3 separate regions of the Mus musculus genome follow, and regions 2 and 3 are each linked to region 1. Evidence: chromatin contacts called from public Hi-C and promoter capture Hi-C data. All regions are on one chromosome and are shown on one strand. Each heading gives the region's core, a stretch centred on a gene start, on an enhancer-like site or on the middle of the called end of the contact. The rest is flanking DNA. Distances are from core to core; before and after follow the strand shown. Region 1 holds the start of Snf8 (SNF8, ESCRT-II complex subunit, homolog (S. cerevisiae)). Region 2 holds the start of Fam117a (family with sequence similarity 117, member A). Region 3 holds the start of Spop (speckle-type BTB/POZ protein).

Region 1 (3,794 bases), core at 373-2,872:
CCAGGAGTGCATAGACCCGGTCTCAACAAAACAAATAAAGCAAAATTTCCAAAAAAAAAAAAAAAAAAGGCATCTGTCCAGCAGACTGTTCAACCTTGCACACCACCATTCTTACTATTAATCATTATGCCTAAAGATTATCATTTCAAAGTATCTCTCATAATATTAATAATTTTACTTTCTGTCTCAACTTCTTTGGACATGCCGGTGAATCCCATTGGCTTATGCTTTCCTAATGCAACTGCAATGTTATTAGTAAATAAATATCAGTGGGCTGGAGAGATGGCTCAGCGGGTAAGAGCACTGGCTGCTCTTCCAGAGGTCCTGAGTTCAATTCCCGCACCACGTGGTGGCTCACAACCATCTGTAATGTCATCTTGGTGCCTTCTTCTCGTGTGTCTGAATACAGCAACAATGTACTCACATATATTAAATAAATAAATCTTTTAAAAATAAATAGATAGATATCAGCATTCGTTTTTGTTTTGTTTTTCAAGACAGCACGGTGACTCTTTATAGCCATGGCTATCCTGGAATTCCCTCTGTAGACCAGGCTGGCCTCCAACTCAGAGATCCATCTGTCCCTGCCTTCCCGAGTCCTGGGATTAAAGGCGTGTGCCACCTCTGCCTGGCGAAATGTCAGTACTCTGAGGAAAAATTATCATTTTGGTTTTTAAAGAAAGTTTAAATTTTTGCTGTGTTGAGCACGGCTTCCAGCACTTGTGCATGTCAGGCAAACGCTCTAACGCTGAGGTACATTCCCAGATCACTGGATGAACTTTTTAAATCTAGGTTGACATGGAATTGTAATGAGGATTGAACATGACCATAAGGTTGGGAAGGGTGGCATTTGCTCTGATCAGACTGAGGCTGGACAGGCTGGGAGCCCAGCCTTAGCAGCAAAGTGAGACACCATCTTTAAAAAAAACAAAAAGAGACAATAACCAAATAAAATAAAAAGGGGAAACGCACAAGTCTAATCAGTCAAAAATCTTAGCTAGTATTACTAGCCATTCTCCCTAAATCTGGATTTGCCTGACATCCTATTTTTAGTTCAGTGGAGACGATCTATACCAAAGGTATATTGGCCAGCCCTGGTCCATCTCCCTTCCTGTCTGAAGCCTTTCAGTCACTCACCTGGGCCAGCTGGTCCTCAGCCAGGACAGTCCCTCGCTCCTTATACTTGGCCTGTCAGACAAAAAGACCGGCATGAGTTGTGACAGTGATCGCCAAGGCTCCCATTGCGCTGCCACTGCCTTAGTATTAAAGATATGTCTTATGCAGTGACTTAACCAGCAGCCTCCTGACACTCCAATCACTCCTCCCTGGGCTCCGGAGAAACCTGTCTTCTACAGATTTAGGGGACTAGAACTCCATTCCGGGAGAATTCAGTGTCTCGAGGGCAGAGCAGGCTCCATCCCGGCTTCTTTCGCGCTCACCTCTGCGAGTTTCTTCTTGGCAATGGCGCCAGCTCCCACCCCGCGCCGGTGCATCCCCACCCCGGGCCCGCGGGCCGCCCCGCAGCCCCGACCCCAGCTCTCCGCGTCCCAGGTTCTGTCGCCAGCTCCCAACACGGAAGCCGGGTGCCGTGCGTCATTTGAGCGCGCCGGAAGTCTCGATATTCACTTCCTGCCGCGGAGTCGAGGAGTTTCTTGCAAGGGCCCCAGTCCCCGCCCTAGCTGGGGGCCAATTTCCAGGAAGTCCAGACGACATCGCAAACGCTAACCCCATGTCCTATTTTAATTCCCCATGCATCCTACCAAGGTGGGCTCCTGGAGAGCGACAGATGCTTCAGGGACATGACCAAGAGCTGTGTTGGCCATGGAAGGTGCCATTTTTTTTTTTTTTTTAGCAAGGGTCTCTCCATAACCATGGTTGGTTGGTCTGGAACTATGCAAGCCAAGCTCACTTCGAATTCAGAGTTCTCCTGCCTTTACCTCCAAATGTTGGGATTAAATGCATGAGCCACCAAACTCATGGGTGCTACCTTGAGCAAAAACCGAGAATAAAACGAAACCTTAGATTAACAAAAAAAAAAAGGCGGCAGCATCTGATAGTTTTGTGCCACGCACTGCACAACTTGCCTTGTTCTATACTTGTTCAAAACCCTCAAGTTCGTGAGTTGGTATTGTATTTCACAAGGGATTCGGGAATCTGCCTTAAATTACTTAACGTCATGAAATAGGACTAGCTATGAGTCAGACAGTCTGACTCAAATTTGGGTTTTTTGGAGGGGGCGGAGTGGGCTAGGGGGAGACAGAGTTTCTCAATGTAGCCTTGGCAGTCCTAGAATTCACTTGCTCTGTAGACCACACTGGCCTTGAATTCAGAGATCTTCCCCATCTTGAGCCACCATACCTGGCCCTTAGCTGTAAAATCTTAACCCAACTCAAGAATTTCTGCAGAGGAATTCAATAGGTAAGTTTGATCAAGTCAGGGTTTGTTTATTCCACCTAGCAGACAGGCTTACTGCATGAACTTCTAAATTTCTCCCTAACACAGGCAGTGTTGTGCCTAGTAAGAGCTAGTGGTGAGGTTTTAAATACAATCGTTATGATTAAAAACGATGTTTATAGACAGTCTTTTACAGTGGCTGGCTAGGAGGAAATACATTACACAAACGAAGGGAGGAAAACATGTAACTCTGTTTGAGACTTTGACACTCTCATCAGATATTCAAGATGCCACAAATGTAAATCCAAACTTTTCCTTTGCCTTCTTTTTTTTTTTTTAAGATTTATTTATGCCGGGCAGTGTCGGCAAATGCCTTTAATCTCAGCACTTGGAAGGCAGAGGCAGGCTGATTTCTGAGTTCGAGGCCAGTCTGGTCTACAGAGTGAGTTCCAGGACAGCCAGGTCTACACAGAGAAACCCTGTCTCGAAAAAAAAAAAAAAAAAAAAAAGAAGAAGCCGGGCGGTGGTGGCACACACCTTTAATCCCAGAGAAACCCTGTCTCAGAAAAAAAAAAGAAAAAGGAAAAGGAAAAAAAAAAGAAATTCAGAAGTCTTAAAAAAAATGTAAATGTTTTTAAATTGTATTTTTATGTATGTTTTGTCAGTGTGGATGTACATCACTTGTATGCAGTGCTCTTAGATGCCAGAAGAGGGCATCAGATCTCTTGGGACCAGATATATAAACAGTTGTAAAGTGTCTTGTCCATGCTGGGAATTGAACCCCAGATCCTTTGCAAAAACAGTCAGTGCTCTTTACCACTAAGCCATCCCTCCAGCCACCCCACCCCATAAATATACATATGATATATAATATAAGATATATGATATAAATTTTATTTCAAATTTCCTTTTGTTGTTGTTGTTTAACTATATTTGCCATGTGATCCAGCAGTTCTACTGGGAGGATTTTTTAAAAAAGATTTATTTATTTTATGTATATGTGAGTATACTGTCACCATCACTGTCTTCAGACACACTAGAAGAGGGCCTTAGGTCCAATTACAGATGGGTGTGAACCACCATGTGGCTACTAGGACTTGAACTCATGACCTTCAGAAGAACAGCCAGTGCTGTTAACTGCTGAGCTGTCTCTCTAGCCCTTTTGGTTTTTTGTTTTCTTTTTTCTTTTTCTTTCTTTTCTTTTTTTTTAATAAACCAAATCCACTCAGACTGCGTTCCCTCCCTCTCACCCTCCCGAAGGAGAGAAGAATGATCATCAATGGCAAGAGGCAGCTGCAATCAAGCAGCACCTAGAGCCGGCTTCACGCTCAGTAGGGGATGCTACGTCTCGTCCTCGTGGTTTCAGGTGCTCTACACAGTCAGAGAAACTTCTCTAGTAA
Region 2 (3,794 bases), core at 667-3,166, 700 kb after region 1:
CAAGCTTGCTAGCCTATGTTCATCCCCTTTGCACAGCCCCCCCCCACACACACACACACACTGTTCTCCCTTCTAATGCTAGCTCTGTAGGGATCACAAAACAACTGCTCTTAAAATGATGGCTAAACAATTTCTAACTACTGCACGGGCAAGGCTTCTGTCAATTTCTCCCGAGAGTGATGAAGGTTCTGGTGCTTGCTGCTCTAGCTTCCCTGGGTTTCAAGGAAGCCCAAACAAAACCAACAGGTTTGTAGTCTTGTGGTTTGCTTTATAGTTGACGATAGGCACGAGTTTGTCTGGGCATTGCCTTCTTCTATACCACCAGATTCTACACATACTTTGACTACTTGGTCACCATCTTGCTACCAGATTTGATCAAGTTCTGCGTTCCAGAATGTGATACTAGCACATACAGTGAGGTCCAAATAGACTTGGCTTTCTACCTCAAAGACCCGATGAATCCCATTCCTATCTAGCAAGACTCCTGTAACAGAATACCTTCAGGAAGAGGATATGCAATGTCCAAGCTTAGTCATCTGCAGAAAGCACAAGAGACTGGTGTAGGGACTGTCACAGTAGGATGGCAGGGACCATAGCTTCTGTACATTTGGTACAAACTTAGACTTAGGAAGTGTGCAATGATCCTTTCACATCTGGTGTGAATCAAACGCAAACTTCACTTTTAACTTACTGCCAACCTCCTCATGCAAGTAGGTTCCCTTTCCGTTCCAAAGGGCCTGCAATTGTGGGTCCCATCACAGCCTTAAGTGTGAAAGCAAGGTTAAATTTGCTCCACCCTAGTTTCCCCACACCCACCACATCAAGCTGCTATTAAGAAACTGCTTCGGCGCTGTTCAGAAAGTGGGGTATTTAACACAGCATACTTGATTGTAAGCACTCCACTGCCACGTTGGCTGGGAATGCTCAGGGCAAAACACCTTCGGAGGAGGCAAGAAGTAGGATGCAAACTGCCCAACTCCTGTACATAAGCACACACGCACAGAATAACTGGAAAGAGACAGCCATGTTAAGCAAGTCAGAGATATGGGAACATTCAACTTCGGGGCTACCCCGAGAGGAATGTAGAAAATCGGTAACAGAGGTATGTTTGCACCGAAGTAAAAGCCGTTAAACTAACTTATTCCAACGGGCTGAGTTCAAATCATCTCCTGGAAGAAGCATAATGTGAAAGCGCACGTGAAGTGGTGAAGAAAGGAACTCGAGAGCCATAGAGAGAGACGCTGGGGCCAAACTCAAGCAGGAGAAGTAACACATGGCTCCACCCGGCTCTCTTCCATGCCCCTCCCCCTCACTGAGCAGGCGTCCAGCGCCCACCGGTTCTGGCTCCCAGTGAAGCCCTCGACTCCGGACGCCCACAACACTCCTTGCACGCACTCTAGCACTTCTCACACCGCCCGGGCGGACACTTCGGACCACTTTTCGGTTACGCCCCCCCAAAGCTAGCTTCCATCTGCCAGGTCCCTCCCCTCTGGTCCCCGGCCCATGCACCCGGCACCCCGTCCCGGAGTTGCACCGCAGGTTCGCAGCTGCTCGCCTTCGCTCCCTCCGCCCTCGCGAACTCTGAGCGCCCCTTTTTCTCTTCTCTCACCTCCCATCTACTTCTAGTACTCTCCAGCCCGTCGCCCCAGCACCCGCTCCGGACCCGGCTCACCTGCGCGGCCACCCCCGTCCCGGCGCTGGTGAGGCTGCTGCAGCTGGAAGGGGACCGTAGCCCTGAGTGGCTGCAGACCGACCCGGGGGGAGCCAGCGGGCGCCGGTGGAGAGCAGCCCCGCCGGAGACCCCCCGCCCCTCCGCGCCCCGGCCCCCAGGAACCTCCGCCTCGGCCGCCCGCTGCGGCCCCGGACATGGCCCACCCGGCTACCTGCCGCCTCACCCCCACGGCGAGCCCCACACTGCCCCCAACCCCCGCGGCCGCTACTTATCTGCCCTACGGGCGCGGACCGGCCCCCTCGGCCCAGAGTTCTAATTGGCCTACAGAGTCCCAGGACCTCCCCCTCAACCAATCCATGGCGGGGCTCTTCTGTTTCCGAGGATGATTGGTCCATGTGCTCAGCCATCAAGTCAAGACCCCCACCCTCCTGATTTTCTTCTTTTCTTTTTTTTTTTTTTTTTTAATGTCCTTAAGGCTGCCGATTGGACCTTCCAGTAGAGGGCTGGTTCTTCAGCACTGCCAATGAGAAGGTTCAAAGGGGAGGATCGTCACACCCAGTCCCAGGTAGTATGCAAATATATGCCATGTGATGTCAGGCTGTGCAGGGGGCGGGGCTGGATGTGGACTGGAATCAAACACTACTGAAATCTTTAAAGGTGGTAGTGTCAAACTCTAAGCAGTTTCAATGGGACTGAGAATGCCTAACTTCAAAAGCCATTACATTTAGTTTAACTAAAAAACATTAGTTTTCAATTCTCATGAGATTTCACTGCAGCTGACAAACTCCAAACTGAGATTCGATAAATTTATAGAAGGTTTGCCTATCATTTGCATGAGCTTTGCATTAAATTCGTACATTTAATGGCTACCTCGCCTCACATGACACTCATTTGTCTTCTACGTTTCCAAGTCCCTTCCTGAAGCTGGTCCAATCTCAATAAAAACAGCTGTTAGTCTGTAAATTAACTTGAGCCTTTAAAAGGGAGCTGGGAATTTCCCTTCAGAACCATCCATTGTAAGTGTACCTAGCAAAACAAAGTAAATGATAAATCTGATCAAGTTTGATAGTGACTCCACTAGGAAATCTTTGTCTTTCCAGCTCAGTTGCTCTCTGACCTACAAGTCAAAGACCAGATGGTCCCCAAAGAGAATACTGGCAAGCTGTGAAAATTATATGCTATGTATATGTGAACACATTTTCGGAAAAAAGAAAAAGCAGTATTTAAGATACTATTAAAACAATGCATCTCAAAAAAAAAAAATCCATTACTCTTGCTACTTTGTTCTATATATGGAAAAGAAACAGAGCCAATTAACGCTGGACTGTCTGTGAGAAGGGACCATCCAAGTAATTGGATAATTCCCTCTAGATTTATATTTAGTTATGAATTCTAATTTTGACCTTGCTACCGATTTGTCTTTCTATTTCAGTCTCTACCGAGTTTAGTATTTTTTTTAAAGGTATTCCCTTGAAGCCACACTTACTAATCAGAGGAAAGGGAGTAAACTGGGTGTGCGTGCTGCGAGAGTACCTTGGGATCCAATACTGAAAGCAGATAACGCTCAGAGTGGGAATGCAACAGTTGGCTGAATATTAAAATCAGACCAGAACACAGAACATGGAGGCAAAGGAACATACTGTGAAAAGATTTTTCTCTGCAAAGACACTACTTTCATGTTTGAACGATTTGCTTCAAGCTCTGACATATAGATTGTTTGTGATGGAAGAAAATAGTACTCTTTTTTTTCCATGAGGACGACAGTCTTACTAAATGCCTGATAGGGATGAATAAGACCTGGTGGTTGGAATTAAAACTCAGCCATTCTCAGGCTAGCTCAGCTTTAAAAAGTACATCTGATGGCTGGGGATGGAGGTCAGTGGGCCAATACCTGCCTGGAATGCTCAAAGCTTTAGGTTTGATTCCGGCTATGGAGGGAAATGAGGGAAGCAGATTGAATTCTCAATTTCAATTAGCTCAACATTCTCATACACTTCAGATCTCTGCCTTTATCAAGGCGTATTCCACCCCTGGGTCTCACAGCCTCACTGAGAAAACCAACAGCAATAGCCCTAATATTCAATGAATCCCTTCCTGCATGCCAGATACATATCAAGTACTT
Region 3 (3,794 bases), core at 480-2,979, 620 kb after region 1:
CACTAGGGAGGCAGAGGTAAGCAGATCTCTGTGAATACAGTCTTGAGACCAGCATGGTCTTCATAGGGAATTCCATGCCAGTCATGGCTACATAACAACTTGACTATATCAAAAACAAATAAAACATCTTTTTCCCTACATGGTAGAGCTAAGACAAAGTTTCTAAGAGGGATGGCACAGCACCAAACTAAAGAACCAACTGCAGTCTGTCAGCTAAAACTCTGGGACCTAAGTCACTGGAATATTTTTGTAAAGTTCCTCATTTTAATTTTTTGGAACTTGCCAATATGAAAGAATTAGTGCTCAAATTATTTGAAACTAATACTTCTGGACAAGTTGTTCAATTGTTTCTGATTACCCCTGTTTCCATATTGTCACAGAATGTACAACTAAACTGTACAACTAAATGTATAACTAAACTGAAACGCTATGGAAGAACTTACACACACACACACAATGAACCAAAAAGGTCCCACTAAGTAAAAGGGCTGAAATGAAGCTACTGATTGACAGCTTGATTTCTGTTTTGTTGTTACCTCAAGTCTGTGTGTGGCACTTATCCCTTCCTTAGCTACTCTGTAAAGGCAACTCAGAATTTTACTAAAGAGAAATTCCCACCTTAGTTTCTTTTTTAATGGACCTTTTAACAAATCCTTTTTAACAAGACTATCAAAATCCCCTGCCAGAATAACGAGTTGGACTTACTCCTAAACTTAGGGGAAGTTTGTAGTAAGGTTTCAGCATGACGACGGGAGTGGTGGAAAGGGAAGTAATACTAGAAGTAGAAGTAGCAGTTAAGTTTCAAAAAGAAGGGTCAGCGTGGGACACGTTGGCTCTAGGAGGCGTTGGTAGCCTGGGAGTCTCTAGGGCAACACCAGATGCAAATAGTGCTTTGTCCTTAAATCCCTCGCATAATTTAAATTCTCCCTCTCGGATCGGAGCGACAAGCTCACTATTGGGTGGCAAGTCTAGCGAAGAAGGCGGGCTCGTGGTCAAGGGGCTCTTTATCCCGCAGGTCCCTGCAAAACAGCAATGCGCATGCGTCCTGAAGCAGCGACCAGGCACCCGGAGCTCCTTCACATTCGAGCATGCGCAGTTCCCCATCTCGCCGCAGGCGACAGCTCACTATTTGGCAAGGGGGATGGGGTTGGGGATATGATGGTGAGGGAGGCAGGAGGCAGGGGGCGCGTTTGTGTTTCCAGAATGCTTGAGGTAGGAAGAACGGACGGCTGACTAGGCTCTGGCTTCCTCGGGCCAGGAAACCAACATAGGAAATGGGGCAGAGAATAGTACATTAGGAAAAGTGTGTGTTGTGGGGGAGGGTTTAGTCACTTCTCAAGGAAAAACCCCGCACCCCAACAGGCCAACCCCTTCTTCGACTCTTGACACACACATACACACACTCACCTGAGAACGGCGGCGACAGCTGCTGGTCCCTGTCCCCCTGCGCTCGCCTCATACTGCCCGCAACATCCGGGACCTGCGGGACCGCCGATACACAAATACACTCTTGGAGCGCGCACACACATACAAACACATACACACACATACACACACACACATACACACATACACACACACACACCACACACACACACACACCACACACACACACACCACACACACACACACACACACACATACACACACACACACACACACATACACACCGACACACACCGGCCTGGGCGTCCTGTCGTCAGCACGTCGACGCAGCGAGCGCGTACCCGCCGGGCCCCACCCCGCGCGGCCTCCTCCCCCCAGCTTCCCGCCCCGCCCCACCCCGCCTCGCCCCGCCCCGTCCTGCCCCGCCCCACCCCGTCCCGCTCAAGACTCTCCAGCTCCTCCTCTTTTAAGACTCCGCCTACCTTCCCTAGTGCGCAAGCGTCGCGAGGTGGTGCCAGGGCCCGGGAATTTGGGCGGAAGGCGGAGCCAGAGTGGAAAGAGGCGGGAACTCGGAGGGGGTCGCGTGCAGCGCGCAGAAGTTCGCGCTGAGGTGCGAGGCCAGAATGGAGGAAGGAAGCTGAGATCCAGGGACCGGGTGGGTGGAGCAGCAACAGGCATTTCGCAACTGAAACCTAGTTGTGCAGTTTGTGGATTACCGATGACTTAGCTCTTACTTTCTTTTTTAGGCAACTCTCAGCTAAAATACTTTTTAAAGAACTTTTAACATGTGTTTTAGTTTGTTTTATTTTTTGAAATAGGGTCTTGCTCTATAGGATTGGTTGACCTAGCACTCTCTTTGTTGACAGGCTGGCCTTAAATTCATAGAGATCCATGTCCAATAAGCCTAGCCTGCAAATGCTAACATTTATAAGGTACTTTGCTAGAGTACTGTGAGGCACACCTTTAACCCCAGAACTCGGGAGGCAGAGGCAGGAGAAGCTCTGTGAATTTAAGGCCAGCTTGGTCTACTTACTGAGTTCACAGTCAGCTAGAATTACAAGGTGATACCGCGTCTTGAAAACTAAATAAATTAGCATTTGACAACAATAACCAAAGAGCTGTTCTTTCTGGGAAAGGCAGAAGGGGTGTGTGTGTGTGTGTGTGTGTGTGTGAGAGAGAGAGAGAGAGAGAGAGAGAGAGAGAGAGAGAGAGAGAGAGACCCAATGGAGAGGAAGCTGATTCTGTGACAATTCCTTGGCTAAGCCATCCGGGTCCCCAGTCTGTCTCATGTCTTAGCTCCCATGGACCAAAAGTGATTCTGGAGTTGGGTAGAATTGTCTCAGAGCATCTTGGCCCTGGAAGAAAACAGTCATCTTTGTGTTACATTCTTCGATTACCTTAAACTTAAAAGAAAATATTTTATTACTGAATCAAGCTCTCAAAAGCAAAAGCAGACTGCCTCTTGCATACACATATCAAGCACACACCTAGCTCTGAGAGATCAACCCAGTGACCCTGTGGGTCATGAGGTAACAGGGTTGCAGCCTAATTGAGAGCTGCTTCCTGGCACCCTACTGCTTTCCAGGCCTTGGGACAGTCTCCAGGAGACTCTGCTCCTATCTCTTGCCACATGCTCCTTGGCACCCAGTGGCTGGTGAGCCTGTTCAGCAGGGAAGGCTGGCAGCCCAGGAACCAAGCCACTGGGTTTGGAAAGAACCCCGACAGTGCCGGGAGGCTTTCCACTTTCAAGTATAGAAGCAGACCCCGTAATCCCCATATGAAATATCCTAGGAATTATAAGCAAAACCTTCCAAACCCTTGGGGCCTTACACAACCTAGATTCTAGATGAAATTGCTCTTATTGGTTTTTTTTTTCTCTGCTTTATTTTGAGGGTTTGGGGTTTTGAGATGATCTCACACAGTCCAGGCTGACCCCCCCCCCCCCCCACACACACACACACACAGCTCACTACGTAACAGAGGCTGGCTTTGAGCTCCTGATCTTATGCCTCTACCTTCTGAGTACTAAGACTGAAAGGGTGTTCCACTCTGCCCAACCAAAATGGTTTATTTACGAACTGGAGAGCCCAGATTCTCTACTGATGTGGTCCGTGTGCTTGGCTCTAAAGCAGAAAGAGCTCTTGACACCTGAGGCAGATTCTTGAAACTTTTCAATTAGATTTCATTTACTGTCACTATCAACAAACCCTCCTCTCTTGAGCTGAAGCCAGAGAGGTGTTGGCTCCTTGTAAAAATTATGGCTGTCCCGTGGGTAACTCAGTAACCAGTTACAAATCACTAGCCCTTGGTGACACCGTGGCTGTTTAGTTACCTAGTCTCTTGACTTAGGATTTCACAGAGAAGCAGAGAGAGGGGGGGGGGGGGAGAGAGAGAGAGAGAGAGGCTCT

Evidence for each region. Promoter capture Hi-C pulls out the DNA fragments that hold promoters and counts their contacts. Hi-C and Micro-C count contacts between places; a contact is called where the count stands out from the background.
Region 2: a contact with region 1 is called in a Hi-C map of B cells, with 5 read pairs. The contact joins the promoter of Fam117a here to the promoter of Snf8 in region 1. A contact is called at or near these places in 3 of 39 promoter capture datasets (cranial neural crest and liver) and 1 of 484 Hi-C or Micro-C datasets (B cells).
Region 3: a contact with region 1 is called in a promoter capture Hi-C map of neural stem cells. The contact joins the promoter of Spop here to the promoter of Snf8 in region 1. A contact is called at or near these places in 2 of 39 promoter capture datasets (neural stem cells and pre-B cells).

What each region holds. Positions count from the first base shown.
Region 1 is chr11:96,032,713-96,036,506 of GRCm38.p6, reverse strand. Snf8 (SNF8, ESCRT-II complex subunit, homolog (S. cerevisiae)) reads right to left here and starts at 1,622. Exons shown (of 8, transcript NM_033568.3): 1 at 1,440-1,622; 2 at 1,138-1,188. The coding sequence starts at 1,493. It overlaps Gm24949 (a small nucleolar RNA gene), which reads right to left; the gene lies at 3,615-3,794.
Region 2 is chr11:95,335,140-95,338,933 of GRCm38.p6, reverse strand. It overlaps Fam117a (family with sequence similarity 117, member A), which reads right to left and starts at 1,916. Exons shown (of 8, transcript NM_172543.4): 1 at 1,673-1,916. The coding sequence starts at 1,868.
Region 3 is chr11:95,412,018-95,415,811 of GRCm38.p6, reverse strand. Spop (speckle-type BTB/POZ protein) reads right to left here and starts at 1,729. Exons shown (of 10, transcript NM_001359107.1): 1 at 1,408-1,729.